7 separate regions of the Mus musculus genome follow, and all the other regions are linked to region 1. A link is a contact called in public promoter capture Hi-C data. All regions are on one chromosome and are shown on one strand. Each heading gives the region's core, a stretch centred on a gene start, on an enhancer-like site or on the middle of the called end of the contact. The rest is flanking DNA. Distances are from core to core; before and after follow the strand shown.

The links. Promoter capture Hi-C pulls out the DNA fragments that hold promoters and counts their contacts.
Region 2: a contact with region 1 is called in a promoter capture Hi-C map of cranial neural crest. The contact joins the enhancer-like site here to the promoter of B230219D22Rik in region 1. A contact is called at or near these places in 3 of 39 promoter capture datasets (cranial neural crest, maxillary cranial neural crest and second pharyngeal arch cranial neural crest), 1 of 484 Hi-C or Micro-C datasets (nephron progenitors) and 4 of 115 datasets of contacts at active chromatin or transcription factors (epiblast stem cells, extraembryonic endoderm stem cells, large pre-B cells and 1 more).
Region 3: a promoter capture Hi-C map of pre-B cells shows a contact between it and region 1, with 6 times the contacts expected there. The contact joins the promoter of Mxd3 here to the promoter of B230219D22Rik in region 1. A contact is called at or near these places in 10 of 39 promoter capture datasets (HPC-7-derived erythroid cells, cranial neural crest, embryonic stem cells and 5 more), 5 of 115 datasets of contacts at active chromatin or transcription factors (bone marrow-derived macrophages, embryonic stem cells, large pre-B cells and 1 more) and 3 of 9 other capture datasets (adipose tissue, liver and macrophages).
Region 4: a contact with region 1 is called in a promoter capture Hi-C map of pre-B cells, with 2.1 times the contacts expected there. The contact joins the enhancer-like site here to the promoter of B230219D22Rik in region 1. A contact is called at or near these places in 8 of 39 promoter capture datasets (the 3T3-L1 cell line, cranial neural crest, hippocampal neurons and 5 more) and 2 of 115 datasets of contacts at active chromatin or transcription factors (embryonic stem cells and memory CD8 T cells).
Region 5: a promoter capture Hi-C map of hematopoietic stem and progenitor cells shows a contact between it and region 1, with 2.3 times the contacts expected there. The contact joins the promoter of Slc34a1 here to the promoter of B230219D22Rik in region 1. A contact is called at or near these places in 2 of 39 promoter capture datasets (the C10 cell line and hematopoietic stem and progenitor cells) and 1 of 9 other capture datasets (adipose tissue).
Region 6: a promoter capture Hi-C map of pre-B cells shows a contact between it and region 1, with 2.4 times the contacts expected there. The contact joins the promoter of Lman2 here to the promoter of B230219D22Rik in region 1. A contact is called at or near these places in 8 of 39 promoter capture datasets (the C10 cell line, the HPC-7 cell line, hematopoietic stem and progenitor cells and 3 more), 1 of 484 Hi-C or Micro-C datasets (pre-B cells), 2 of 115 datasets of contacts at active chromatin or transcription factors (the 230-238 cell line and the SCID.adh cell line) and 2 of 9 other capture datasets (adipose tissue and liver).
Region 7: a promoter capture Hi-C map of hippocampal neurons shows a contact between it and region 1, with 2.0 times the contacts expected there. The contact joins the promoter of Macroh2a1 here to the promoter of B230219D22Rik in region 1. A contact is called at or near these places in 10 of 39 promoter capture datasets (the 3T3-L1 cell line, 3T3-L1-derived adipocytes, the C10 cell line and 7 more), 4 of 115 datasets of contacts at active chromatin or transcription factors (the 230-238 cell line, embryonic stem cells, extraembryonic endoderm stem cells and 1 more) and 2 of 9 other capture datasets (adipose tissue and pancreatic islet).

Annotation. Positions count from the first base shown.
Region 1 is chr13:55,691,512-55,695,379 of GRCm38.p6, forward strand. B230219D22Rik (RIKEN cDNA B230219D22 gene) reads left to right here and starts at 1,613. Exons shown (of 2, transcript NM_181278.2): 1 at 1,613-1,836.
Region 2 is chr13:55,984,034-55,987,827 of GRCm38.p6, forward strand. No RefSeq gene overlaps it. Among named protein-coding and RNA genes, the nearest start is that of Gm31542, 76 kb to the left of the region's middle. Within about 2 kb of position 1,523, at least 11 of the 459 cell types and tissues checked have an H3K27ac peak or open chromatin away from gene starts, as enhancers often do.
Region 3 is chr13:55,327,377-55,331,230 of GRCm38.p6, forward strand. Mxd3 (Max dimerization protein 3) reads right to left here and starts at 2,355. Exons shown (of 6, transcript NM_016662.5): 1 at 2,222-2,355; 2 at 1,893-1,998; 3 at 1,238-1,267; 4 at 994-1,108. The coding sequence starts at 2,291.
Region 4 is chr13:56,158,503-56,161,941 of GRCm38.p6, forward strand. No RefSeq gene overlaps it. Among named protein-coding and RNA genes, the nearest start is that of Gm31657, 6.4 kb to the right of the region's middle. Within about 2 kb of position 1,454, at least 103 of the 459 cell types and tissues checked have an H3K27ac peak or open chromatin away from gene starts, as enhancers often do. A contact at or near this core is called in memory CD8 T cells and pre-B cells, where this site is marked.
Region 5 is chr13:55,397,437-55,401,285 of GRCm38.p6, forward strand. Slc34a1 (solute carrier family 34 (sodium phosphate), member 1) reads left to right here and starts at 2,212. Exons shown (of 13, transcript NM_011392.2): 1 at 2,212-2,299; 2 at 3,001-3,130; 3 at 3,252-3,401; 4 at 3,489-3,617; 5 at 3,691-3,834. The coding sequence starts at 3,022.
Region 6 is chr13:55,360,876-55,364,530 of GRCm38.p6, forward strand. Lman2 (lectin, mannose-binding 2) reads right to left here and starts at 1,908. Exons shown (of 8, transcript NM_025828.3): 1 at 1,513-1,908; 2 at 1,246-1,364. The coding sequence starts at 1,714.
Region 7 is chr13:56,133,533-56,137,285 of GRCm38.p6, forward strand. Macroh2a1 (macroH2A.1 histone) reads right to left here and starts at 2,018. Exons shown (of 9, transcript NM_001159513.1): 1 at 1,814-2,018.

The DNA.
Region 1 (3,868 bases), core at 363-2,862:
TGCCTCCTGCTGGGGAGGTTTTGGTTTTCCCTCAGAAGTCTATTTAGAGACAGAAGACTGTCAATTTCCTTCTTTCTTTCTTTCTTTCTTTCTTTCTTTCTTTCTTTCTTTCAAGATTTATTTATTTATTTCCTGTATGTAAGTGTACTGTCACTGACACACCAGAAGAGGGCATCAGATCTCATTACAGATGGTTGTGAGCCACCATGTGGTTGCTGGGAATTGAACTCAGGACCTCTGGAAGAACAGTCAGTGCTCTTAACCACTGAGCCATAACTCCAGCCCAATACTATCAATTTCATGTTCCGGGCTTATAGTAAGAACTCTGAATCCAGGATAATTCTACAACCAAGCGACTCAGAAGGAAATACCGCCAAATGGAATTAGGCTAGTGGTTCCGCCTTTTAGGATAAAGGATATGGCACATTGTAGAGATGTCAGGGATTAAAAAAAAAAAAAAAACTAAATACTACAGGGCACCCCACATAAAATACCTTAATTATTACACATCTTACATCTGAGAGCCCTAACACCATCACCATCTGAATATTCTCATGTTTGGATATGGGCAGTCCTGCCCTACCCACCCTTAAGAAACTAAAGGGCAGACACTGAGTCTTTTTGTTTGTTTGTTTGTTTGTTTGGGGAGGGTTTCAAGGCAGGCTGTCCTGGAACTCACTCTGTAGACCAGGCTGGCCTCAAACTCAGAAATCCGCCTACTTTTGCCTCCCAAGTGCTGGGATTAAAGGCGTGCGCCACCACTGCCCAGTTTTGAGTTGGTTATTTATTTATTTAGCCATTGTGGGATTTCAGAATCATTTTTATTTGCATTTCCATGATGACTAAGGATTTTCAACATTTCTTTTAGATTTATTTGGGAATACTTCTGCTGCCTGGAGATGAGCTAACTTGAAGCCCAAGGATAGTAAGTACCATGGCTAGAAAATTCTCAAAGACTGAGGTAAGGCTGGGAGCTCCACCTTACCCCTGAGATGCTAGCTGCAGGAAAGAAGCAAGCTTTACTGGTACCTCTGCTGTGAACCCTGACCATGATGAGTCACCCGTGTGCCTACTCATATTGCCGTGCCTAACATTTCTGCTGGTTTATTTTTGTTTGTTCATGCTCTGTAGCCCAGGTTGACTCCAAACTCATTTTATGTATATGAGTACACTGTAGCTCTCAGACACACCAGAAGAGGGCAATCAGATCCCTTTACAGATGGTTGTGAGCCACCATGTGGTTGCTGGGACTTGAACTCAGGACCTCTGGAAGAGCAGTCTGTGCTCCTAACCACTGAGCCATCTCTCCAGCCCCCAGACAATGAATGAGTCTTAAGGGCTGCAGACAGGCATGAGCAAACATCGTTTTCAAACAGCTGTGTAAACGGCTTCTGGACAACTGCAGCGGGCTTCAAACGATGCCTGCGTCACGGAGTGACCCTGCATTCTGGGAAGTCACCGAGCCGACCATCCGCTCGCTCATCTTGGCGGGACTGGAGCTCCGCACAGGGACCGTCCGCTTCGCGCGCGCCTGCGCACTCCGTTCGCGGGCCGCGCGAAGAGTCTCGCGATACTTAGGCGTGCCTGCGCCTGCGCAGGCGGCGCTCACATTCCGGGGCTGTGGCGGCTTCTTCCTCCCGCGTCCGGGGCCCCGCGGTGAGGGCTCCAGGGAGTCGGGCGCTGGCGTGGCCTTCGCCGCCGCCGCCGCCGGCCCTCTGCCGTGACTGGACAGGGCCGCCCGGAGCGGGCGCGGCCGGAGTGAACGGAACGGGCGGGAGCTTTCCTGCCTATGGGCGGCCCCTGGGCGCTCTGAGGGCCGGGCTCCGAGCGGCCGAGGTAGGGCGCGGGGCGGCGGCTGGCGCGGGGCCCGGCGAGCGGGATGCGGGATGCGGCGGCGAGCGCGGGCGCCTCCTTCCTCCGGGGCGGCCTCCTTCCCCGCGGTACTTCCGCCCGGGCGCCCGCCGGCCTCGCGGCAAGCGGAAGTCACGGCGCGGGCCGCGCAGCCAGGGCTGCAGGGTGGGCGCGGGGCCGCAGTCTCGCCCTGGAGCTGCGGTCGTCCCCGCATCCCGAGAGCGCGGCGGGGAACGCCTCGGGGTCCCGTTAGGATGCTGACTTGGGGAAGCGCCGTGGGGCACGGCTAAGGAGCGCAGAGAAGACAAAGGAGACCGTTATTTATGTTGTGTAAACTTCTCGGGAGGCGGGAGCGGAGCAGCATCCTCAGTGGTTGACACGGCCTCCCACACTTGTTTAGAATTATAAAATCATATGTGATTATATACAGTAGTTAGCTAGATAGTAACAAAACACCGAGGGTTGTGGGATATTTGATCCTTGGAGGAGAACGGCGTGTGGGCCTTTGAAGCTTTGCTATATTTACAAAGCTTAAAGGTGCCTTGTGAATTTACTAAAAATAGTTTTTTTGGGAGCAATGTCTGCCACATTCAAGGTAAAAAAAAAAAAAGAAAGAAATGTGATTGTTTCATTGGAAGACGGCAGGATTAAACACCCACAGTAAAACTTAAGGGAAAGCAGGTCGCAGCAGACCTTCAAAACTACTAATTTAGTCACAGTGAAACTCCTCGCTGGCTTCCTTAAACTTACCGGTGCACCATTTTAAAAGATGCTTCTTCGTTTGTTTGATGTGTGCAAGGCATTGGGGTCCACCCCTAGTACCACAAACAAAACAAAACCAACTGTAGCCTTTGCTTTGCAACACGATTTGTTCTGTTAACTCCTAGCTTATGTTCCACCCACGTCTTAAGAGAAATTCCTCCGCCCACTTTTCTCAAATGTAACCTGCATCATTTTAGTGAACTTTGCATGGAAAGAATCCAAGAATAGCTGGGAAAAAAAGCAGTTAAGAGCGTGTACCAGGCTTGAAGAGAAGTAGGGTTTGGCTCCCTGCACTACGGTGCACTGGGAACCAAATGTAACTCCATGTGTTGCACCCCGGGGGGACTCACACTCATTTGTTCTCATGTAGACAAGCATAATTTAAAACATAAGGTAATAGCTGACCAAGCATGTTGGTTAACACCTTTACACCCATTACTTTCTTGGTGAGGCAGGAGGATTGTTATGAAGACAAACCTCAAAAATTAAAAATCCCCAAAAGCAAACCAAAGAATTATCAGCAGGTAGGTCTTAGAGTGGAAAGAGGTAGGCATTAATGCTAATGTGTTAGCCAAATGCTGAAATTTATCATGCATGTAAATATATGTGGTGGTTTTATACACAACGGACTTTATAGTGCCGAAATAGGTTGTAAGAATATTTTTTCTGGGCTGGAGAGATGGCTCAGTGGTTAAGAGCACTAGTCGGTCTTCCAGAGGTCCTGAGTTCAATTCCCAGAAATCACATTGTGGCTCACAACCATCTAAATAATGGGATCTGATGCCCTCTTTTATCATGCAGACATACATGCAAATGGAGTACGCATATGTATATAAGTAAGCTTTTTAAAAAGAATATTTTTTTCTATATCTGGAAGTCCCGTGTGTAAGAGAAAGAACTCCCACCTTACTACCTCATTTTTTGCTTTCTATGAAGCTCAGGGCTCGCTATGCCTCTGGATTCTCTGATTCAGCTTTCCCAGATAAGATTTGCAGGCATTCTTGCACATCTGTGTGTGCACATGTGTGTGCATTCGTATTGCCTAAGTCAGTGCCAGGCGTCTGCCTTGGTTGCTGCACTCCATCTTGGTTTTTGAGATAAAGTCTCCTACTGAGCTTGATCCTGGAGCTCTCAGTGTCACAGCTGACCAGTGCCTTATAGGACTCTGCTACCTCCCTCCTGGGGCTACAGACACAGGGCGCTGTACTTGACAGTTTTGTGTATGCTGGAGATCCAAACCTGAGCCAGCGCCAAG
Region 2 (3,794 bases), core at 273-2,772, 290 kb after region 1:
CTCTGTATCCTCGCCTCTCTGGGTTACAGGGCACCCCCAGTGGCTGCGTATTGATACTGTTGTGACTGATGAGGTAGGGTCTAATAGAGAGAGGCTCCCCACATTTCTTTCAGGCATTGTTGCTGGCTTAGTGTGGGAGCCAAAGCATCAGTTCCTCGTGGATAGGGCTGGCTCTAGATCGAGGGCTTTGAAAAGGGCATCACGGCTTAGCTCCAGAGATTCTCCAAGGACTAAATTGACCAGTTGACAAATGGCTGGCTCTGCAGTGTAAGAGTTTATTTAAAGCTTGGTGTCTGTTTCTAAGGCATATCCACACCTGGTTCACCGAACTTCTCTTGGCCTCCGTCTCCCTACTGTGCGTTGTTGGCAAATGGTGCTGTTATCTCTCTGCTACCACAACTATGGCAAACACCACAAGGAAACTCCAAGAACAGGGCTCTCAGCAGATAACCTGGCCAGCCAGTCGGTGTTCCTCAGTGCAGACTTGCTTCCTGGGGGCTGATTACTCAGAAATCATCTGGGATGGAACAGGTGGAAGGACCAGGTCCCAGGGCGCTGGACCTGGCTCAGAGTTGGGGGATAGGTAGACACAATGCTGGATGCGCTTCAGGCAGGTTGTTGTTTAGATGGAGTCTCACATTTGGGACAATGGTCCAACCAGAGCCCAAATGGAGCGTTCCTGTTTGTTCCTCTCTGTGCATTCCAAAGTTGGTGGGTGCCTTTAAGAGAAGGCTTTGCCTTCCCAAGTAAGTTTTCCAGTTCCCATGGATCCTTGGTCATCCTGAAGTTGATAGGTCCTGTTTAGGCCTGGGTGCTGGCTTCTCAGGTTTTGAGGTCAGAGGTGCCCTGGGAGAGGGCTGGGTACAGGGAGTTCTTGGGTGTGCAGAAGGAAGGCAGGGAGTGTAGCTGTCTCCCCAGGAGTCTCAGGAAGCTTAGAGTGACCTATAAGAGTCCTTATCATGAGGGGTGTGTCTGAGCGCCACTGTGATTGTGGTGGAGCAGCGGATGTAGATCACCTACCTAAGTGAAGTCTGGGGGCTGGGCTTGAGGACAGGGTTTGCTTGCTCGAATGGTCAGAGGTCCGAGGCTGTCGGTGACGATCCCTTTTGTGTGTGTCTCTGTCTTCCCCTCCTCTTTTTTCTTTACATTTTGCTTAGACAATTTAATAAAGACATTGTATAGCCAAACAGTCCAGACCACAAATGTAAGCAAATCCAAACCCAGGCCCCTTCCCCAAGCTTTCTCTAAGAGGTCAGGTGTCCCTGATTGTGAATTCTGGGCATCTCAAACAGGCTCTTTCCTCTGCCCTGGTTACACCATTTAACAAATTCATTTGGGACAGGCACAGAGGTGAAGATGGAGAAGAGAAATAACTGCCTTTTCTTCTTAAGTGTCCCCCGGACACCATTCCGGCTTGGAGGATTCTCACTAATCTTATCCCTGTCAGAAAAGGAACGATAAAGCAGCTCGGGCTTTAGAAGCAAATCCCCTTCCTGGGCTCGCTCGCTGGGTTTCTGCGATCCCCACTACTGAAGCAGCTTGCCGCCAGCCAGGCTTCCTCTCTGAGAGAGAGGGCTAGGACATGAGGATTTCGCAATACAATTCCTGCACTTTTCATATTTAAATTTGCTTCACTTTTTGGTTTGACTTCCCACTGACCCTTGAAGAACTGGAGTATTTTAAGGAGAGAGAGGGACAGATCTCATTATAGGAAATGAGAAAAATGGGGCAGAGTTTGAAAATGTTTAATGACTGAAACACGATGTTCCAAGTCGCTATTGTATCAGGGTTGAAGTCACTGTTTGGTTACAAGTCTGTTAGGTCTAAGCGGGGTTGATGACATCTGTTTAATTTTAGATGTCTGGAATACATTCTGAAAGTAATGAAACCCAAATGTATGACCAAATTAGAGAACAATTTTATCTGCGACAGAGAAAGTTTTAAAATCAGAGCAAACATTACAACTGAACAAAACTTTAAAAGACCCATCAAGGCTTTGGTCATCTTGCCTTGACTTTTTCCCAGTGGGTCTCCACGGTTGGGAGAACGTTCCTTGTGTTTTTTTTTTTGTCTGTGCACCTCAGACATTATTATGTAATTTGATACTCATTTTCTTGAACTTTCTCTGGATGCATGCTCCGTACTGTATGGTCCTCTCAGAAGAGACCATATTTATGTAAGTGAAGACCCTCTGCCAGGCAGCTGGAGTGGTAAGCCAAAGACTCCTCCCACAATGCTCAAGGCCTCTTGTCCACCCTCACATACCGGGCTGACCTGTACCAGGCTGTCAGAGCCGCCTCATCCCTGTTTTCTCTGAGTCCTGTCCATGTGAGGAGGAGCTTGGGCATACAGGGATACTGGGTCAGGTAAGGTGGGGTTCTCCTCTCCCCACCCCCCACCTTCCCCCCACCCCCAGGTTCTGTTATGGTAAACTCTTCCTGCTGTTGGGCAGAGAATGCAAGGAACTCTTCCTCATGGTCCTTACATAGCCAACATGTAGGATGATGGAGGTCTCCTTTACTGCTCCCATTCTGGGAAGCCCCACAAGAGTGGGGTCAACAGATCGGCAGTCTCATGTCCTCTCCCTACTGCCAGAGTGGCCCCAGGGTCTAACATCCTTCTCTGTCCATGGTGAGACCTGTGTGTGGAGACAGGAAGCAGATGACAAAGGAGGTTTTATAGATGCTTTAGAAGTTCTCCTGCCAGGCCAGGTGAGTCTGTCCCTAATAGATGCCTCTGTCTTCCAGTTATTTGTGTGAGTATATGCCTCGTCCACTCTGGTATTGATTCATGTCCTCTTCTGGAAACTCCTTCTCTGCTGAGTTCCTCCAGCCCCAACTTCTGCTTCATCAGGCTTCAATGCCCTCGGTGTTTATACCCTGGGCCATTAGGTCCATTGGTTACTAGCCATTCATTGGTTACTAGCCATACACTTTGCCTGAAGCTTTGTGTTTGCTTATGGGGTGAAAGAAAGTATATCAGTCGCTCGCCCTAGAGTAATGGTCAAGGTGACACTGGTTTGTAGGGGATGAACTGTCTATCTGGGGTAGATCTTAGGCCTGGAGAGGCCTCTGTTCTGGGCTCTGCAGAAAAGATGGGGGAGCTGTTAGATGCTGTTGGTAGACTGGCAGATGGATAATGTTGATCTGCCCAAACCCTGAGTTTGGGGTCTGTGTGTTTTGTGTGGCAGCTTCTGAGTCAGATCTTCCCACATCTGGGCTTATAGTTACTCCCCATGGTTGAGAGGTATCAATGGCTGTGTGCTACATACATCAGAAGGGATGGACTCATTATTGAACTATTTCACAGGTATATTCTCTCCCAAGGGATTCTACTGTACCTACAGGACAGTAAGCTGAGGTCAGAAAGGAAAAGGAATAGTTGCCAAGGAACTGTGTGTCGGCAGGGCACTGGGATGGAGTTAGGTGCTCACATAAGGTTGCAGAGGGAGACTGGACTAGCAGTCAGAACATCTGGCCCCTGCCTGGGATGCTCCACATGAATGTCAGCGAGTCAGAACTTAAATGGGCCTCAGTTTGATGTCTGTAAAAGCTAAATGTCCAAACCACAGACAATAGCACGGGTTTGAAAACCATTAGAATAGCCTGGACAAGTTAGAGAAGCTCTGGTTTTTATTGTTACAGATAGAGGCTCCTTAGAACCAGCTTCTCTCTAGCAGGGGTTTCATCTGTCCAAAATGGAGGCAATGGAAGAACATGGCCTCTGGAGACAGGTGCTGGCTTTCTACATGCCTCCTACTTACTTTGAGGTGTGGTCATGGGCAAATTCTACAT
Region 3 (3,854 bases), core at 1,105-3,604, 360 kb before region 1:
AAAGGGCTAATGCCCAGGTGCCAGCCCCTCTGGGTAGCACGCTCATCTACTTGAAAATGAGGTCAGACAAGCTCATGGGAGAAATGTAAGCCTACGTGAGAACCAGGTCACTTGGAGGTGAAGGCAGGCATGTATGTGACAGTGCAAATATGTGCTGAATAGCAATGGCACTGACTGCCCTGGCCCTTGAATAGAACCTAACAGAGCCGTGTATGATAAACGCTGATAAACAGGTCAGGCATTGATTGATTCTGCCCCTCATCTGCTCTCAGAGGTGTGTGTGTGTGTGTGTGTGTGTGTGTGTGTGTGTGTGTGTGTGTGTGTGCGCGCATGTGCGCGCACATGCGTGCGCACTCTCTCTCTCTCTCTCTCTCTCTCTGTCTGACTCTCATTGTTTCCTTCCATCACATGGGCCCAGAAAGCAGGAAACATCCTCTTCTGTTGCCAAGGCAGCTTCTAACACGCCCACATGGTTGGCACAGCCTAGGCCTTGTTGTCTGCATATCCACTCCTGTCCACCAGGGGGCCTGCAATTCCACCCGAGCAGCAGCAAGGCCAAGTCCAACCAGCTAGTTAATTCACTGTCCTTTGCCTCCAGACCTCCCCTGACTCAACACCACCAGCAGAACCCAAACCAGAAAGCCCTGAGGAGTAAGTCAGGAGGAGAGGCTAGGTACCAGCCCTCTGCGGTCTGCCGAATCGCAGGGCTTAGCACAGTATTTTCACCAGCCGTATACTCCCTGCTGAACCCAACAGGAAACAGACTCATCCAAGGTCTCACAGCTAGGACTTAAGTAATACTACCCACAACAAAAGGAACATTTACAAGGCCTCAGAACAGCCCTGCTGTCTGCTTCTCTTCCATTAGATGGATTCGGGAACAAAACGGGATTGTCTCAAGTCCCACAGAATGGAGGCAGCCCTGCAGCCAGGCCATCCACACCACAAGACCACACTGTCTCCCAAGCAGAGAGACAAGAGACAGCTCCTCACCTGGATATGCACCCTGGCCCGGCGCAGGAGGCTTAGTGTAGTGTATCGGGTACAGTCAACTCCCAGGGGCATCTGCTGCCTCAGTTGCTCTAAGCACCGCTTCAGCTGGGCTCTCCTGCAAGGGAAGGAGTCTGGAGGGCAGTACCAGCCCCACCTCCCTAGCCAGAGGGATGGCAAGGGAGGAAAGGTCTGAGAAAGATGGTCCTTGAGACCGGGAACTGTTGAGAGCCAGGTTGGGACTCACCTGCGCTTCTCCAGCTCGTTGTGCACAGACCTGTGAATGCCAAGGGGATCAAGTGAGGGTACTGTGCAAATCCTCAACCCCAGGCTGTTGTGCAGCTCAGACCTCACTACAGATAGCTGCGCCAAGGAAGCCTTTCGTGAGGGCCTGGGTTCCTTTAGGACACCACACCCCAGGTAGTGACTAAAGGAATCAGACACACACACCAAAAAATACAGGACACTTGCCCAGGTACTTGCGGGGTCTCGCCCCTGACAGCCAGGCAAGACAGGCTCCCTGGACAGATGTGACACTTGATCAAAAAATAAGCCTGTCAGAGAAATCAGTAGAGGGGAAACTATTTTAAAGAAACAGAATATGCAAAAGAACAGAAAAGCAGAAGCCTGTAGTAGAGACAATTCAGGAGTGTGAATGACCTGTGTGATGTGATGTGATGTGTGTGTGTGTGTGTGTGTGTGTGTGTAGAAAAGGCGGATGGAGCAGGGTACCTGGGCCGTGTGTGTGTGTGTGTGTGTGTGTGTGTGTGTGTGTGTGTGTGTAGAAAAGGCGGATGGAGCAGGGTACCTGGGCCAGAAGAACAAACAAGGAAGTGAGAAGAGAGTTAGATGGGACAGCTAAGGACCAGCATCCCTCCCTACACTGCCCCATCCCTGCTCACCGCCCACTGTTCAGCGCGCCAGGAGCTTGCAGGGGTGGCTTCCTCCTCCTGCAGACGGTCCCGGGGCTGTGGTGTGGACACAGGGACGCATAACCGTGCTCTGCCTCTGCCAGAGAGAGAACACAGCAACACAGCCCGTCAGCTGGAGCCCCTGGCACGGCGAAGTCAAGGAAAGGCTTTTGGCGCCAGGACCCTTTCCCCAGTCACTCCCTGCCCGGCTGCCTGCGAACTCCAATAGATGTGCGGGCGGCAGCGCGCCAGCAGCCCTCCAGCCTTGCTCCCTCCAGGTTGGGAGCCAAATTCAGCCCGCGCGCGGGGTCTGTCCTCACCTCTCTCGCGCCTCTCCAGGAACTCCGCTGCCTGCAGCAGGACCTGGATGTTGCTAGCCACGGGTTCCATGTCGGCGACAGCCGACGACCAGCGGGCTAGGGATGCTAGCCCTGTCAGCCGCCTTACCACTTTTGTTTCAATGTAACTGACACGGTGCCACAAGCACAGGGCCCGCCCCGCCCCCGGTCGCCCCGCCCTGGCCCCTCCCCGCCCCGCCCATGGGAACCCCGTCCGCCCCGCCCTGCCCAGCCCAGCCCGCCTCTTCCCGCCCAGGCTGAACTGGGCTGCTGCTCTGCGCTTTAGGGAAGAACCCTCCGCCGGGTCAGGCAGCCCGGACACCGGGCGCTGCAAGCTGCCCCACTCCTGCGACAGGCAATCGCGCCGGTCCTAGCAGGCGCCGGCCTGGGCTACACGTGCGCGCGGGACGCGGCCACATCCTCCGGGCGGGCCGCGAGCCTCGGAGACTGGGTTGGTTGATGCGCGGCCCCGCCTTCTCCCGCCGCGGGGGCCCCGACTCGGGCGGGAAAAGCTGCCGGTTTCAAATTTGAAAACCCGGACGAGGAGGGCGGGGGCGAGCTACGAGAGACGGCGATGCGCACGCGCCTGTGTTGGGGGCGCGGACGCAGGACACGGTACGGGCCGCCCCGTATCTGCCCTTCATTGGTCTTCGAATGGGAATCCCTCCTAGCTCTCCCGTCCTTCGCAGGGAGGTTAATGGCGTCGTGAAAACGTCGGCTGTTGATAGCTTCCCAAGCCAGGGCATGAAACACACTGTCTCACCCTGAGTTCTGGAGCTCCTCAGCGGCCACTGCTAGGTGTGACGACAACTCGCGTACTGTGAGACAGCGTTGCGGTGGTTACAACTAATGCCAGCAAGCAAACATACGTCTCTCATTAGGGCCATTGCAACCAGACAGCCCCTGGGGGGCGGGGTGGCATCTAGAACAAGGCTCTGCTAGCCATCCGGTGGAGGCTCCTGGATAGCCACTAGGGGTAGCCATACCTATGAGTCAGGAATGATGGGGCATTCTGAGAGTCAAGTGGACCAGAGAGGGGGCACTATGAACAGATGGCCTTAGGAAAACACAGTCACGTGCCAATCAGGCCCCTTCGGAAGAGGCTGTCTTCCCAAGGGAAATCGCCTTTTTTTTTTTTTTTTTTTTTTTAAATCCAAGAGTTGCGGCTACTGTGTAACAGTTTGTAGACTGAAAGGCCTGGTGGCTATGGAGAGAGACACCGGAAGGTCTGCCCAGCTCCGGTCAGCAGTCAGGCTCTTGTGCGTTCCCCTTGGAAGAGAAGGAGGAGCGAATTGACACAGGATCTCATGTGCAACAATCTAGCTTCAAACTTGCTATGTAACCCAAGATGGCGACCTCCTGATACTCCTTCCAGTTCCCAAATGTCGGGGTTTCACGCAAGCACCGTGCAGGCACAGACATCATACATCTGCTACCCAGGAGACTGACCTCAGAACAGGACGGAGACAAAAGGTTCTCCAAGGAAAGTTCCAGCAGAGGGAGGAGGCCACATCATCTCAGAATCATCCTAGGAGGTATAGGTAACAGCCTGGCTGAAGGGTGTTGTTAGAAGTCAACCTGGCCTCAGACCTCCCATGAATATGTAGATAGGGCC
Region 4 (3,439 bases), core at 204-2,703, 470 kb after region 1:
AAAGACTTGGATAATAGCATCCTGGGGCCTCACTGGGCAGTCAGTCTGGCTAAAGCAGCAAGATCCAGGTTCAGTAAGAGCGAGATCCTATCTTGAAAATAAGATGGAGGATGGTGGAAGACATCAGAAGTCAGCTTCTGGCCTCTTTGTGGGCACTACTCACAAGTGTGCACCTGTACACACATGCATGCGTTATCTATACAACACACAGGGGTGATGGGGGAGGAAGGAGTGGGGGGAGACGGATAGGGGGAGGGAGACAGATAGGGGGAGGGGGAGGGGAGGGGAAGGGGGGGGAGGGAGAGGGAGAGGGAGAGGGAGAGGAGGGAGAGGGAGAGGGAGAGGGAGAGGGAGAGGGAGAGGGAGAGGGAGAGGGAGAGGGAGAGGGAGAGGGAGAGGGAGAGGGAGAGGGAGAGGGAGAGGGAGATCTGGTCAAGCTCTACTTCTGAGAAATGCTGTGTCCTACCAGGCTGTCATGGTTACACCTCTCCTACAGTCTCTCCCACCTGCCAACACCTCCAGGACTAGGAAGGACTTGGCCTGGTTCTGCCCTCCCAGGCCCCACATCACCAATGCACATTTGTACTTGAGTCTCTTGGGGGGGGGCGCAATCAAGCAAGGTGGAGAAGGGTCTGTGGGCATCTTGCCAAGGGGCACAGGTCTGAAACGGAAAGGAAGTGGGTTTGTGGTGAACAGGCGGGATCAGGTCCTCCAGAAATCTAGATCAGCCCTCCTGTTGTGTTCACGGTCAGTGCTGTGCCTTAGACCCAGAAGCAGATGCTTCCGCTCCCGCTCAGAGATCGCTACCTTATTGCATCTCTCAGCTTAGAGCATTTCCGTTTGGTGGAAAGTCAGCTTGCACAGTGGCCCAAGACAGGCCCAAGCTTTGAGCTCAGGATCAAACAACCTTAGGCCTAGGTCCTTAGCTGGGATTTGGCCTCCAGGGGCCACTCCCCCATTTCTTCTGTGCCTCTGCTGGCCTCATGACTTGCCCTCCCTCTGTGCAGTCAGCGAGAGTCATTCTTCAGATAAAGTTGGTGCGATCATAAAGTGGGCAGGGCGACATTTCTTCCTCCCCGTCCCAAGCCGCGCCTCCACTAGGCTGCAGGAATCTCTGGGAAAATTGTTCTGGAAAAAACCAGAGGCATTTTTTTTATGACTCTCTCCTCACCTAAACCTGCTACACTAGGACAGAGCACAGACCCTCAGGCTCTGACCATTATCCTCCAGTTTGGACTCTGGCTGCCCTGGCTTTGATGTTGTCTACTAAATGACCACCGGGTCACCGGGGAGCTCTGATCTCTCCAGCACCTAATAATTCAAACAACCTGAAGTCAGGAGCGAGCTAATCAGGCAACAGCCCTTGCAGCTGCAGGATGGGGCTGACAAGGAAGGGCGTCATTTTCAATCTGAGGCGCTCACCCTATAGCCTGATGACCTAGGCAGGCAGGCAGGCGACACCCTTCTCTGGCTAAGGAGGGGATGAGCTGCAGTCCTGCAAGAGGGCTGCTGGGCTGTGGCCACCGGTTGGTCGCGGGGTTTGAATCATGGTTGTCCTGGCTGGGCCATCGGGTGAGAATTAAATTTTAATTTAGAAAGTCCTGTCTCCGCAGCCCCGGTGGCCGTCGTCTGGTGATTGACTGGTTTCTTTCACCTTTGCATGCCTTGGGTTTTTACTGGCAGAGGAAATGAAGGCTGAACCCCGGGCAGGAAATTCCATGTACACAGGTGTTTCTGATTAGCCCTGTGCACCTCGGCCAGGGGCACAACCAGGGGCCAGGGATTTCTGTGTGAACCTAGAGCCCCTCTCTAGCCTGGCAGCCGTGGCTGCTTTGTATCTGGGGAAGGCAGGGCAGGACACTTAGGCTGATGCAGGGCAGAGGTGCCAACAGAGTGTCCTGCCTGACCCCAGGAGCCCCAAGACCACCTGTCATCTATACAGGATTGCACAGTCTCTGCTGCTGCAGTGGGCAGCGGGAGCCCCAGAGCCTGACCTGGGAGATTAGCATCCTGAGGTGTGTTTACACATTGTAGGCCACTCTTCATGTGGCTGACCTGCCCCCATTTTCACATCTTCCGAAGGGCTTAGAGATCCTAAAGTACCCCCTTCACTTAAAAGGACATCTTCAGAGGGGTCAGGAAGGGCAACCTTGGGCTTGGTCTGAGATGGCCATCTGCAGAGGTGGTTTCAGAGGCCGAAGTAGCAGCTTCCCCATCCCATCACGCCTCTGCCGCTGTGGGAATATTCCCCCATTAGTCCCTCGATAGCACGAACAAAGGCACTTAGGGCTCCCATTCAACCCAGATGCTATACCTTGAAAGCAGAGGAGCCCAGAGAAACGACACAGAGGCACGTTTGGTACCACGGAGTAAGTGACCACCCCCACCCCCAATCCCACCTACCTGATTTCACATCTGTAAAATGGGCATCATAAGAACGCCGTGTGCTGAATCAGCATGTGGGGTAATGAAATATTTTCTGTCGACTATCAGGTGCCTGCATGGCTAGAATAGAGCTGACAGAATCCATACCTAGTTCCCACTTGGGCATATGCACCTTGAGAGCAGCTCCAAGGGAATTACCCCAAAAGTACATTTTAAGGGTGCATTGGATTATAGCTTCAAACACAGCCCAAGATATTCCAACACTTCAAAGGCAGATGTAACAGGCATAGACCCAGAAAAAAAGCCTAGTATACAAACTTGTCTATCTCGATTATTTGGAAAACCAAATAATTGTAAATGACTGCTTAGGTACTAATTTTAAGTCACTAGTAGGTTACTGCAGCACAGCAACGGAGGTAGAGGTGAACGTGTATAAGATGCTAAAGTTCTAATCAGCCTAAGACCTGTGGTGTCAGCAGAGGACAAGACTAATGTGACGTCAGATGTGTTGGGGGAGCTTGAGAAGGCCCTTGCCCTACAGAGGACACGGAAGCAGGCCATCAGCCTGAATATGAGTGGCTTCAGACAGAGGTTCTTGGCATGAGGTACAGACTGGTGATGTGAGACTGATCCACACCATGGTCAGCCGTGTGTGTGTGTGTGTGTGTGTGTGTGTGTGTGTGTGTGTATGTGTGTGTGTATGCATGCATGTGTGCAAGTGTATGCATGTGTGTGTGTGTGGGTTGCCCACCTGTGCTTGTACAGGTATGAGATACGTGTCTTCCTCTATCACTCTCCATCTCCTGCCCTGCCCTGCCCTGCCCTGCCCTACTACCTCCACCAAGCAAATGTTTGTTGACTACTGGCTCCAAGTGGAGACTTACTGATTTAAACAGTGATACTTTTATTACATATTAAGGTGTGTGTGTGTGTGGGAGGGGTGGGCATCAGCCAGAGAAAGGGCAGCAAAGTCTATCCACAAAACTAAAATTTCTCCTCCAGACCCTGACTGGACCTACTATGTTCTCTGAGACAGCGTTTCTCGATACAATTG
Region 5 (3,849 bases), core at 962-3,461, 290 kb before region 1:
ATCCTCATGACTGCTGGAACTGCTCTCCAGAGCAGGGTAATTGTCAGAGGGAAATGGGTATCTGGACTGGCAGTTATAAACCAATTTGAAACTGATCTTAGTGGCCCACACCTTTAATCCCAACACTTGGGAAGCAGGGTTTGAGGCCAGTCTGCTGTATGTAGTGAGTCTCAGGACAGCCAGAACTACATAGTGAGACACTGTCTTAAAAAAAAAAAAAGCAAGCCAGGAGTGGTGGTGCACACCTTTAATCCCAGCACTCGGGAGGCAGAGGCAGGTGGATTTCTGAGTTCGAGGCCAGCCTGGTCTACAAAGTGAGTTTCAGGACAGCCAGGGCTACACAGAGAAACCCTGTCTCAGGTGGGGTGGGGGGTGGGGGAGATTTGGTCAAGCAAATTTATGGTCACTCTTCCTAAAATGTGAGGGTGCAGCACAGGGTCAAATCGCTTTCGTAGCACTGTGCAGTGCCTTGGGTTCCATCTTCAGCATCAAAAAGCCAATTCCGGTTTTACTTCCCATCCTTTCCCCTTCCTTTTGAGCATTCTTTGGCCTAAATTATTGCTTTAGGTAGAGCTGGAATCTGACCAAGCTGGGTCTGTTCTGCACTCCTCGCCACTGCACAGAGAGCCCTCGGAGAGTCACTATGCCCAGACCGTGAAGGACTGATCAGTTAACCTTGCTTAACTTGAAGCAGGAATGTGCAGAGGGGCCTGTCTTCTGTGGTAGAGAACAGTTAGATAAATGTTACCCTGAAGACACTGAGTGGATCTGCAGTTCCAGGGACCCTGAGTCATCAGAGGACAGCTGAGGAGTCTTGAAGCTCTGTTGGCAGAGAACCTCAAGGTGACCCCAGAGCCTGGTCTCTCAACCCTATCCCTGGCCCATCACCCCTGCTCTTGTTGTGGTTTCCTCTTCTGCTTCCTCAGACATCCCAACCTCAGCCCAGCCTGCTTTGCTCCCCCTGAGTTAAAGGAATTCATCCTCTTCCTTCTCTTGAGACACCCTGCCCTGCTGTAGAACACTCTAGTGTGGTGGTTCTCAACCTATGGGTTGTCTGAGGGTTCCCATTTCACAGGGGTCACCTAGGCCCATCAGAAAACACAGGCACTCCCATTAGGATTCACAACCATAGTAAAATTATAGTTATGAAGGAGCCATGAAAATAATTTTATGGTTGGAGTCACGACGATGGGAGGAAATATATTAAAGGCTTGCAGCGTTAGGAAGGCTTGGAACCATTGCTCTAGGGTACCTGCATTTGTCATGACACTTGGTTGCCATTTCTACTCGCTTAGAGATGACATCATTTGCAGCCGTCTCCTGGCCAGACTTTGAACATCCTGAGGGGCAGTGGCTGTGTGTGGTTTTACTTAGGACTGTACCCCAGCATCTAACTCAGAACTTAGGATCTACTATGCACTCATGAATCACTTGTTGGGTTTGGGGATGTGGCTCCCGTGAACTCTTTCCCACAGGACTTACTGCATATCATGCACTTCCAGATCCCAACTGTTCCTCTTCCTCCTTCCCAATGCCTCTGGGAAGCTTCCTGTCCCCTGTTTCTCCTGAGCCCACCTTAGTTCAGCCAGGCCACCTCTTCCCCGGGTCTCTCCTCCGCATCTCAGCTGCTGCCCCTGCTTCCAGACACTCCTTCTGACAGATCCCATAGCAACACTTTAAGAAGGATGCTAAACCACAGAGCCATCTCTTCTTGGTCTGGGCAGTGACTCTGTGATCTCTTAATCTCACATCGTGATCCATTGTTCAGCCCTGCAGACCCTCCACGGTTCAAAGATGCAGCCTCACTGGGATTCTCCCCTGGGCTCCCCCTTCTGTTGAAGTGTACCCCTTAAGACATACACAGCCTCACAGACATCCAGATGCATGGCAAGGTCACCAGATGTCTGGGTCACTCTCTGGGGAGTCCTGTCCATTCATAAGCCAAGAATGGACAGGAGACACAAAATTGCTTTTGAGTCCCTAAGAACAAGGTACCAGAGGGGTGTCGGAGTCTCTGTCCATGACCAGGATGAGCCTGTACCCTGTGGGTTGTGATTTGTGCTGGTGTAGTGAGAGAGGACAGTCTGACCATAGGCTCCCCCTGCAGAGGTGAAGATTAGCAATTAACTGGAAGGAATCTTGGGGGTAAAGTTAATTTAATGGGGAAAAGAGGGAAGGCAGCTAAAGTTCTTCTAGTTCATTAAGGACTTTGCCCTTGACCCGAGGGTATAAAGAAGAGGGTCTTAGTTCCTCTTTAGACTTCCCCAAGCAGCCGGGCTGGAGCTGAGCCACAGTCAAGGTGAGCCCAGGGCCCCTGTGTCCCAACCCTACCCCTATCCCTTCACCCTAGCTCTTTCTGGGTTTCCTCTTCCTGCTACACATGACATCCCAACACCAGCCCAGCCTGCTTTGCTCCCCCTGAGCTAAAATAATCCCTGCTCTTCCTTCTCTCGAGAGCACCTGTCCTGTCCTGTCCTGCCCTGTCCTGCCCTGCCCTGCCCTGCCCTACCCTGCCCTGCCCTGCCCTGCTGTGAACACTCTAGGCATAGTGGTACCTGAATTCGTCACAATACCTGGTTGCTATCTCTATTCACTGAGACATTATACATTTGCAGCTGTCTCCCCACTAGACTTTGAGAGCAGTGGCTGTATGTGTCTTTAATTGCTACTGTACTTGAGTGTCTAACTCAGAACTCAGCAAACACTACGCATTCAGGAAATACTTCCTGGGACTGGGGATGGGCCTCAACACTGGAGTGCCTGCCTCCTATGATGAGGCCCTAAGTTCCATTTCCAGCAAAACAAATCAGCTACAAAACCCTACTGGGTGGATGAATGGCTGCTTAGGTCTGTGACAAGCACCTGGGTGTCCATCTCTAGATGTGTCTGAGGATGAAAAGAATCACAGACCCTAAGTTGGATATCATCTATGTGGGTATGAGTGTATGAATGTCCCAGACACAGCAACTGTCAGATTTGTCCCAACCTTTTGATATGCAGGACTCATTGTGGGTGCCCAACATGATGTCCTACAGCGAGAGATTGGGGGGACCGGCTGTCTCCCCACTTCCAGTCCGTGGGAGACACATGGTGCATGGGGCAACCTTTGCTTATGTGCCCAGCCCACAAGGTAAATATTACTCCTATACCCTGAGACCTGCTTGCCCACAGTTGGCTACCTGCTGTCCCTCTACCTGTTTCTTCTGGGTTGCTGAGGCCTCTGGGAAGTCCTAATCAGTCTCCCTCCTCAGTCCTGCACAGGATTCCTGGAACATCCACCTATGCCATCTCCAGTCTGAGCCCGGTCACCCTCACAGAGCACAGCTGTCCCTGTGGGGAAGTCCTGGAATGTCATGACCCACTACCTACCAAGCTGGCTCAGGAAGAGGAGCAAAAGCCAGGTAGGCCAAGTTGGGGAGCAGTGGGATTATGGGCGGTCACTTGCTCTAGTGTTCTGTCCACTGTCTTCATGTTTGCCCCACCTCCAGAGCCCAGGCTGTCCCAGAAGCTTGCCCAGGTTGGCACGAAGCTCCTGAAGGTGCCTCTGATGCTGGCTTTCCTTTACCTCTTTGTCTGCTCCCTGGATGTGCTCAGCTCCGCCTTCCAGTTGGCTGGAGGTAGGGCCCAGGTGGAGAAGGGCAGGGAAAGGGTTCAGAAGGGTCTCAGTTGACACTGGCTTCTGTTCTGCAGGGAAGGTGGCTGGGGACATCTTCAAGGACAATGCCATCCTATCCAACCCAGTGGCAGGGCTGGTGGTGGGGATCCTGGTGACAGTTCTGGTGCAGAGTTCCAGTACCTCTACATCCATCATTGTCAGCATGGTCTCCTCCGGCTGTGAGTCGGCCCAGC
Region 6 (3,655 bases), core at 658-3,157, 330 kb before region 1:
CAGACAGAGTGAGCAAGACCAAAGCCCCTGAGGGAAGAAGGCAACCAGGCAGACAGGCTGGAACAAACTGACAGAATGACTGGAGATGTCAGTCATGGAGGGACACGCTGTGCTGAGAGAATGTAGTTTTCCATTCATGAGAGAGCTCAGGCTCTAAGGGACAGAGCCAAAGCTGAAGGAAGAGGGTAACCACAGACGCCCCTAGCAGCACTGTGGAGGCAGGAGGCAGGGAGAGAGGAGGTGCTGCGGGGACGAGCCAAGTGAGGCAACACAAGGACAGTGTAGTCTCCCAGAACTAATGGCAAAATCAACCAGAAGGGCCAAGAGAATACAGTGATGGAGAAAACTAGGCCACTGCTGACAGTAGAGGGAGAAGGGAGGGTTAGACCAAGCAGGCTAGAGAGAAGCAGGTTTCTTTTCAAGCCATGGCCTATCCCTAAATCACTTCTTTTCTCCCCTTGGACAACCTACACTCCTTGGTGTAGACATTGCACAACACTGTTACCACACCAAGGCAATAACATCTCTGGCTCCCTGCTCTCTAAAGGCAAAGGCCACAGCCAGTAAGTTCAGTGTAGATATAGCTAACAAGACTCTCAACCTAGCACAGAGAAAGGTAACTAGGACTGTTAAATATCTTGAAGGGGGGTTCTCCCATTGCTAACCAGGAGGCATCGGGTGTATCAAGGGAATTGATAAGAGTGGAGATCAGAAAGATCAGTTGAAATACTGTTTATTCTATTCGGTGGCTATATACTACCTCAGCATAAAGTCACGAAATCTATTCATTCCAAACACCTTGTTTGAGAACTAAATCTGGTAAGGTTTGGCAAGGTCAGTACCCTACACACAGTAAAATAGGCCGTAAGGATAAAGTTTCGCCCTTCCCTCGATTAAGTGGGTTCGATTTAGTCTGACAACTCCACTCATTTCTTGTTCTATGACTTCAGGGATGTTCAACTCTGCACCTTGGCTTCTTGCTTCGTAAGCCATCAAAAAAGCAGACATCATTACTTACCTTGTGTGATTTCTGAAGAAAGAGGTGAAAGTGTTTTAAGAGTCACGCACACTTTCTGACATACAGTAACTATACAAGTCGCTCTGAACGATCTGTGCGACCAGGACAGAAAAATCGGCAGGACAAGAAAAAAAAGGAGCACGTGTATCTACTAAGCTTGGTTGCTGACGAGGCAGGGACTACTGTGTCAGTGAACGGTCATGTTCAGCCTCTTGGGAGAGCCTCACCTGGTGGTTCCAGATCGAGCCCTCTTTGCTGCGCTCGTCCGGGGTCAGGCGCACGTACTGGCTCGTCAGCATCGTGCTGCCTTGGAAGTCCCAGAGCGGCATGGAACTGGAACCGACCCCTGTGGGCAGAGACGGACGTGGACAGGTGCTCAGAGGGCCGCGCCAGAAATCTACTGCGCTGCGCTGCTCTGCTCGACAGAACGGGCCATGCCCTCCTCCATCCCACTTCGGCCCGCGTCCTCACCCTCAGCTACAGGCCTCCCTCACCTTGGTAGGGCTTGATGAGCGAGTGCTCCCGCTTGAGGTGTTCGCTGTTGCCGTCGGTGATATCCGCAGCCACCGGCCCCAGCAACAGAAGCAAATGTAGAAATGTCGTGGGGCTCGGGCCGGGGCCAGGAAGCCCAGGCCTCCCTGGGCACCGCTGACCCCAGCCCCAGCCCCAGCGCCAAAGCCAGGCCTCGGCCGCCATTCTCCTTGTTCTCTCGGCCACTTCCGCCCTAAGACTTCCGCCTTCCGGGTGTCTTTTCTAATGGTCTCCGGCCGGAAGCCCTCCAAACTAGGATCACAGGAGAGTTAAGAAGGAAAGCCTCGCCGCCAGCGGGATGGCAGCCTTATTGGCTGGCCAGCCTCCTATCCCAGTAGAGCGCGGCTCCATAACTTTGGAGGTTCCTGGTCGCCTGACAGCCGGCCACGGCCGAGGGTTCTCATGAGCGACAAGGGGATCCAACCAATCATGGAGCAGCACGTTAGGCTTGCAGGCCAACGAAATGCAGAGGTCTCTCCTGGGACGGGGGAAAGCGAGCAGCGTCGTCGAAGCGGAGCATGCTGGAACTTGTAGTTTCGCGGTCTGCTTGTGCAAGCCGAGCACCCTGCTCAGTCCTAAGCTTCTGAAAAGATGGTGACTTTGAAGTGACCTTTCCAGTACAGTGGGAAAGCCTCACTGGAGTGACTCGGTGGGTGGGGCAAATCCTTTAGGCCACCTCAAGCTAGTACCACGCCTCTGGAGACTTAAAAGAGGCCAGTTATTTGAGGACCTCCTCTACCCCGCAATGACTCCAGCAGTCAGATAGAAGCAGGAGGAGCAGATCAGATTCTGACCTGGAACCTCAGGGAACGCCGGAAGACATCTGACTCCAAAAAGTATCAGTTCTTGTTGACACACCAAGTGTGTGTGGAAGGACCCAGGACAACTGGCTCCGGATAGTTGAACACTGTGGTCTCTAGCCCAGATACCATTCTATTGTACCTATTAATCTACTTAGGAAAAAGTTTAGTTGCCAGTACTATTTTTATTTTTTTTTAAAAAAAAAAAAGGAGCTTAAATTTACCTTAGAAATCCTGATTTCAGGGGCTGCAGAGATGGCCCAAGGATTAGGCGTACTTACTGCACCAGGCTGGCCTTGAACTCACAAAGATCTACTCGCCTCTCCTTTCTAAGCACTGGAATTAAAGACATGTGCTATTTATGCATGCCTTCCAATATACTTTAAATCATCTCTAGATTACATGTAACACTTAACAAATTGTATGTAATAGTGATGTTGATAGGAAACCCCAAAAAAGTTTGTGTTCAGTAAAAAGTGTGCTGGCTAGTTTTGTTTTGGTTTTGATTTTGGTTTTTTGAGACAGGGTTTCTCTGTATAGCCCTGTCTATCCTGGAACTCACTCGACAGACCAGGCTGGCCTCAAACTCAGAAATCTGCCTGCCTCTGCCTCCCAAGTGTTGGGATTAAAGGTGTGCACTATCACCGCCCAGCAGAAGTGTGCTGGCTAGTTTTATGTCAACGTTTCACAAGCTAGAAAGGAAGGAACATTTGAGTTGAGAAAATGCCTCCATAAGATCTGGCTATAGGGCTGGAGAGATGGCTCAATGGTTAAGCGCACTAACTGCTCTTCCAGAGATCCTGAGTTCAATTCCCAGCAACCACATGGTGGCTCACAACCATCTGTAATGAGATCTGATGCCCTCTTCTGGTGTGTCTAAAGACAGTGTTAGTGTCCTCATATAAATTAAATAAATAAATCTTTAAAAAAAGATCTGGCTATAGGACATTTCCTTAATTAGTGATTGATGCTGCAGTAAGGTCCACTCCATGGTGGGTTGTGCAATCTCTGGGCTGGTAGTCCTGGGTTCTATTAAAAAACAAGCTGAGCAAACCAGTAAACAGCACCCTTCAACAGTCTCTGTATCAGCTCCTGCCTCCTCCAAGTTCCTGTCCTGTTTGAGTTCCTGTCCTGACTTTCTTTAGTGATGAACAGCCAGTGATGTAGAACTGTAACCCAAATAAACCCAATCCTCTCAAAGTTGTTTTTGGTTACAGCAATAGTAACCCTATTTAAGACAAGAAACAGGGCTGGTGAGATGGCTCGGTGGTTAAGAGCACTGACTGCTCTTCTGAAGGTTCTGAGT
Region 7 (3,753 bases), core at 768-3,267, 440 kb after region 1:
GAGCTGTAGCAGGAGCCCCCGCCCCTAAGCCTACAGAACGAAGGTGGTGGGTTTAACAGGTAAGGGTCCACCTCAGCCCCACCCCTTCCCATTTCATATTTCATTAATGGGCTCTGAAAAGCCCATCAAAAGCCAAAGGCTACTGCAAACCTCTGAACATCACATACAGATTAGTAGTTTCTCTCTTTAAATAAATCTTTCATCGACTTGGGGCACCATCAGCTCCAAGCTTGTCCCTAGGGGAGGCAGAAATGGCTTTCTAGGACCTGAGAAAATGGCAGACTGAACTGTACCACTCCCTAAAGCTGGCCCACGTAGTAGAAAGTAAGCCAGTAAGGAAGTTATCATATGTGAATTTCCAGACCAATCTCAGTGTGATACAGTGTGAGCTCTCCCTTCCTGGTGAAAACTATGACCTAGCTCGTAGCAAAATGAGAAAGAGGGAAAGTTTAAAATCTCGGGAGACTCCTCATCCTTAAGGGGAAAAAATCCCCACAAGTTGAAAAGGTTGATCGAGTCAGAGGTTGTGTGTAAGCCCAGTTGCTGTTGCTCAATTGGTCAATTGTGGACAAGCTGTAGTAACTCCAGTAGCGAGTATGAGGGTGTCCATTTCAGAACTAACCGCAACTTTGACTGCACACCTTAAGGTGAACCTACAGGAAATTTAGTTGGGTTTGGACTTTTGTCTTCCACTCCAGCACAGACTTTCAAAACTGGGACTCCATGCTGCAGTGTCTACAAACAAAACACTTCCTCTCTTTTAACAGTAAAACCTCAAACCACAGAGGTGTCAGCAAGAGGGAAACCGAAGAGGAGAACCCCTCTAATTGTCTATTCTTCTAAGCTGTTTTATTAGATCGTTAAAATCTTACAAAGACTTCATAATGATTGTAATTGTTGGAGACGAGATCTGCCTCAACTGCTTGTTCAAAAGTTACACCGTCAAACCTAGAAAACACTTTCCCCTGCATTTCTTCAAAGACTCTTTCAAGCAATCTTCTGCCCAGCAGTGAGATATCGGTGGTCTCTGCAGGAGTGGGCGCTGGGCTCAGCATCTTGCACACCTGTTGTCAGGTGACACCGTCAGCAGCATCCCGCGCCTCCCATCTCTACTCACCCCACCCCCAGAGACTCTCAGCTGTCCCTCTGCGCGCGGGGAGCCTCCAGTCTTCCAGAGTCACCTTAAAAATAACACCTCCCCAGCACAAAGCAAACAAAAGGCGAGCGAGAGCCGCGGGGCTTCCATAGCTCCTCTCCAGCCCGCCCCGGCCTGGGATTCCGTCCGCGAGTGGTCCCCAGGCCTCGCCTGCTCAGGCCTCGCGGCGGGTGCCCCACCAGCCGGCCTCACAACGGCCTGTGGCTCGCGCCCCACTTTATTGTGCCCGGGAGGGCACGCGCGGGCCGGCGGCGCACGAGCAAGTAAACTCTGAGCACAGCAGCTCCGGGCCCGGGCGGAACGGCTGGTCACGGCCTCCGGGCCTCGGTGCCCTCGGGCCCACGCCATCCCTGGCTCTCCCTCCCGGGCAGAGGGGGAGACCCGATCAGCCCCTTGCCCACAAAGCGCCCCGGCGGGGGTAGGGGTGCGTCTCCGAGCGAAGTTGGTTTCCGGGTTTGCTTTCCGAACAAAACCATCCGGACCCGCACGCTGCCCCGGGCAGGGCCTTGGCGGACTCCGGGCGGCCCGAGGTCCGAGGGTAACCGCCGGAGCTTCCCGGGCGCCAGGCAGTGCCCCGCGCGCGGCAGCAGTCGGGCGCGCGGGGCCCAGACGGGGCGGACCGGCAGCCTGCGGCTCCGAGGCCCGCGCGGCACTTACCGGGCGGCTGCACGGTGAGGGGCCCGAGGCCGGTCGGCCGCTTGCGCCGGTCCGCTCCGCACTCCTGCCTGGCCGCCCACGCCTCCTCGCTTCCCGCCCGCGCGTCCCGCGCTCGCGCCCTCCGCCCGGCTCCGCTGGAACCAGTGAACTGGAACCACTCGCGGCGGCCCCGGGATTCCCACAATGCACAGCGCGCCGCTCGTCACATCCCTTCCCGGCCTCGCGCGTCCGGCCACCCCTCCCCGCGCCACTCGGCGCCCCGGCCTTGACCCCGGCCTGCCTCGGGCCGCGGACGCCAACGACGCCAGCCTCGGTTGTACCCAGGCCTTGGTGCTCTGCGCCGCCCCCCCCCCCCGCCCCCAGGCATCGGTCTGCGCGCGGGAGCTGCAGGGGTCCGGCCTCAGAAAGGTGCCTGTAGGTAGCGCGGCTCTGCAAGCGTCTGCTGTGAGCACCTACTGTGTGTCTGGTGTCCCCTTGTCCCCAGTAGCCTCGTCCACAAAGAGGGAGGGTAGAACAATTGCTGTGACCAGGGATCTTCTTCTGCCCGGTCAGCACCAACTCCGCGCCTCAATCCAGCCTCCTGACTTTTTAAATACAAGGCAGCTGTGTGCCCCAAGATCAGCTACCGTAGCTCAACTCCCTTGATCAGTGGGATTCTACAGAGCTGGCCTCAAAGTCTGGTCTTGCTTTGCTCGTGGAATCGGTTAGCTACCTCCACCAAGCAAACGTTTGTTGACTACTGGCTCCAAGTGGAGACTTACTGATTTAAACAGTTGATACTTTTATTACATATTAAGGTGGTGGGGTGGGTGTCAGCCAGAGAAAGGGCAGCAACATCTATCCACAAAACTAAAGACTCTCCTTCAGGCCCAGGCTACACTAGAATATTAGCAGGTTTTTGGTTTGTGACCCTTTAACAGCTGGGCCATCTCTCCAACCCTAGCGCATTTTATAGACACAAAAAGCATTGTCTAAAGCCCCTGGCCCATGCATTCATTATTTCAAGTAAATATCTGGGACATTCTGCACACCATGCATAAACTTGAGTGTAGTTGTGAAATGGTGAACAGAACTGGCAACTCCCACCCCACCCCACTCCACCCTACCCCCATCCCGCTTTCCTGGAGCTTACAGTCTGGTGGGAAAAGAAAGGCAAGAGACAAAGGAATCACACATTACAGAGTATAAATTCTCAGAGGAAACAAGGTAGGAAAAAAAAATCCTAGGAAAGGTAAGCAGGGGTGTATTTGGTAGTCTTGAGGCTGAAGAGATGGATGGCTCCGTGTATAACAGCACTTCGTGCTCTTGCAGAGGGCCAGGATTCTGTTCCCAGGATTCATTTGTGTGGTCCTGATAACTCCACTGGGGGGGGGGGGGGGGCTCCAGTGCACTCTTCTGACATCCATGAATATCAGGCACCACGGGGTGCACATACACACAAGTAGGCAAAACACTCAAACACACAGAATAAAGTAAGTCCATCTAACCTTTTAAAAAGAGCGAGTTTCAGTAAGAAAGAAACATTTCTGGAAAGGCCTGAGGGAGTAGAGGGAGCAAGCAAGCCATGGAACGGGTACTGAGGAGGAGTACTCCAAACATGAAACTCCAAAACTATTATGGGCTGGAGTATGAAAATGAAGTCCAGAAAATGGAGGGGAAATGGCTGGACTTCTTGTCACTGTAGCAAATTAAAGGAACAATTTAAAAGAGAAATGTTTTTATTTTTGACTAAGTTTCAGGTTTTAACCCATAGTCCATGGCTCTAATGACTAGGCCATATTGGAGAGCAGAGCATCAAAATGGCAGAGTGACAGAGGCTACTCACCTCATGGCAAACAGGAAGCTAAGGGAGGGAGTCAGGACAATATATACTCCAGTGATGGACCCTCTGTAACCTAACTCCTCCCACTAGGGCTCGCATCCTAAAGTTTCCAAGATGT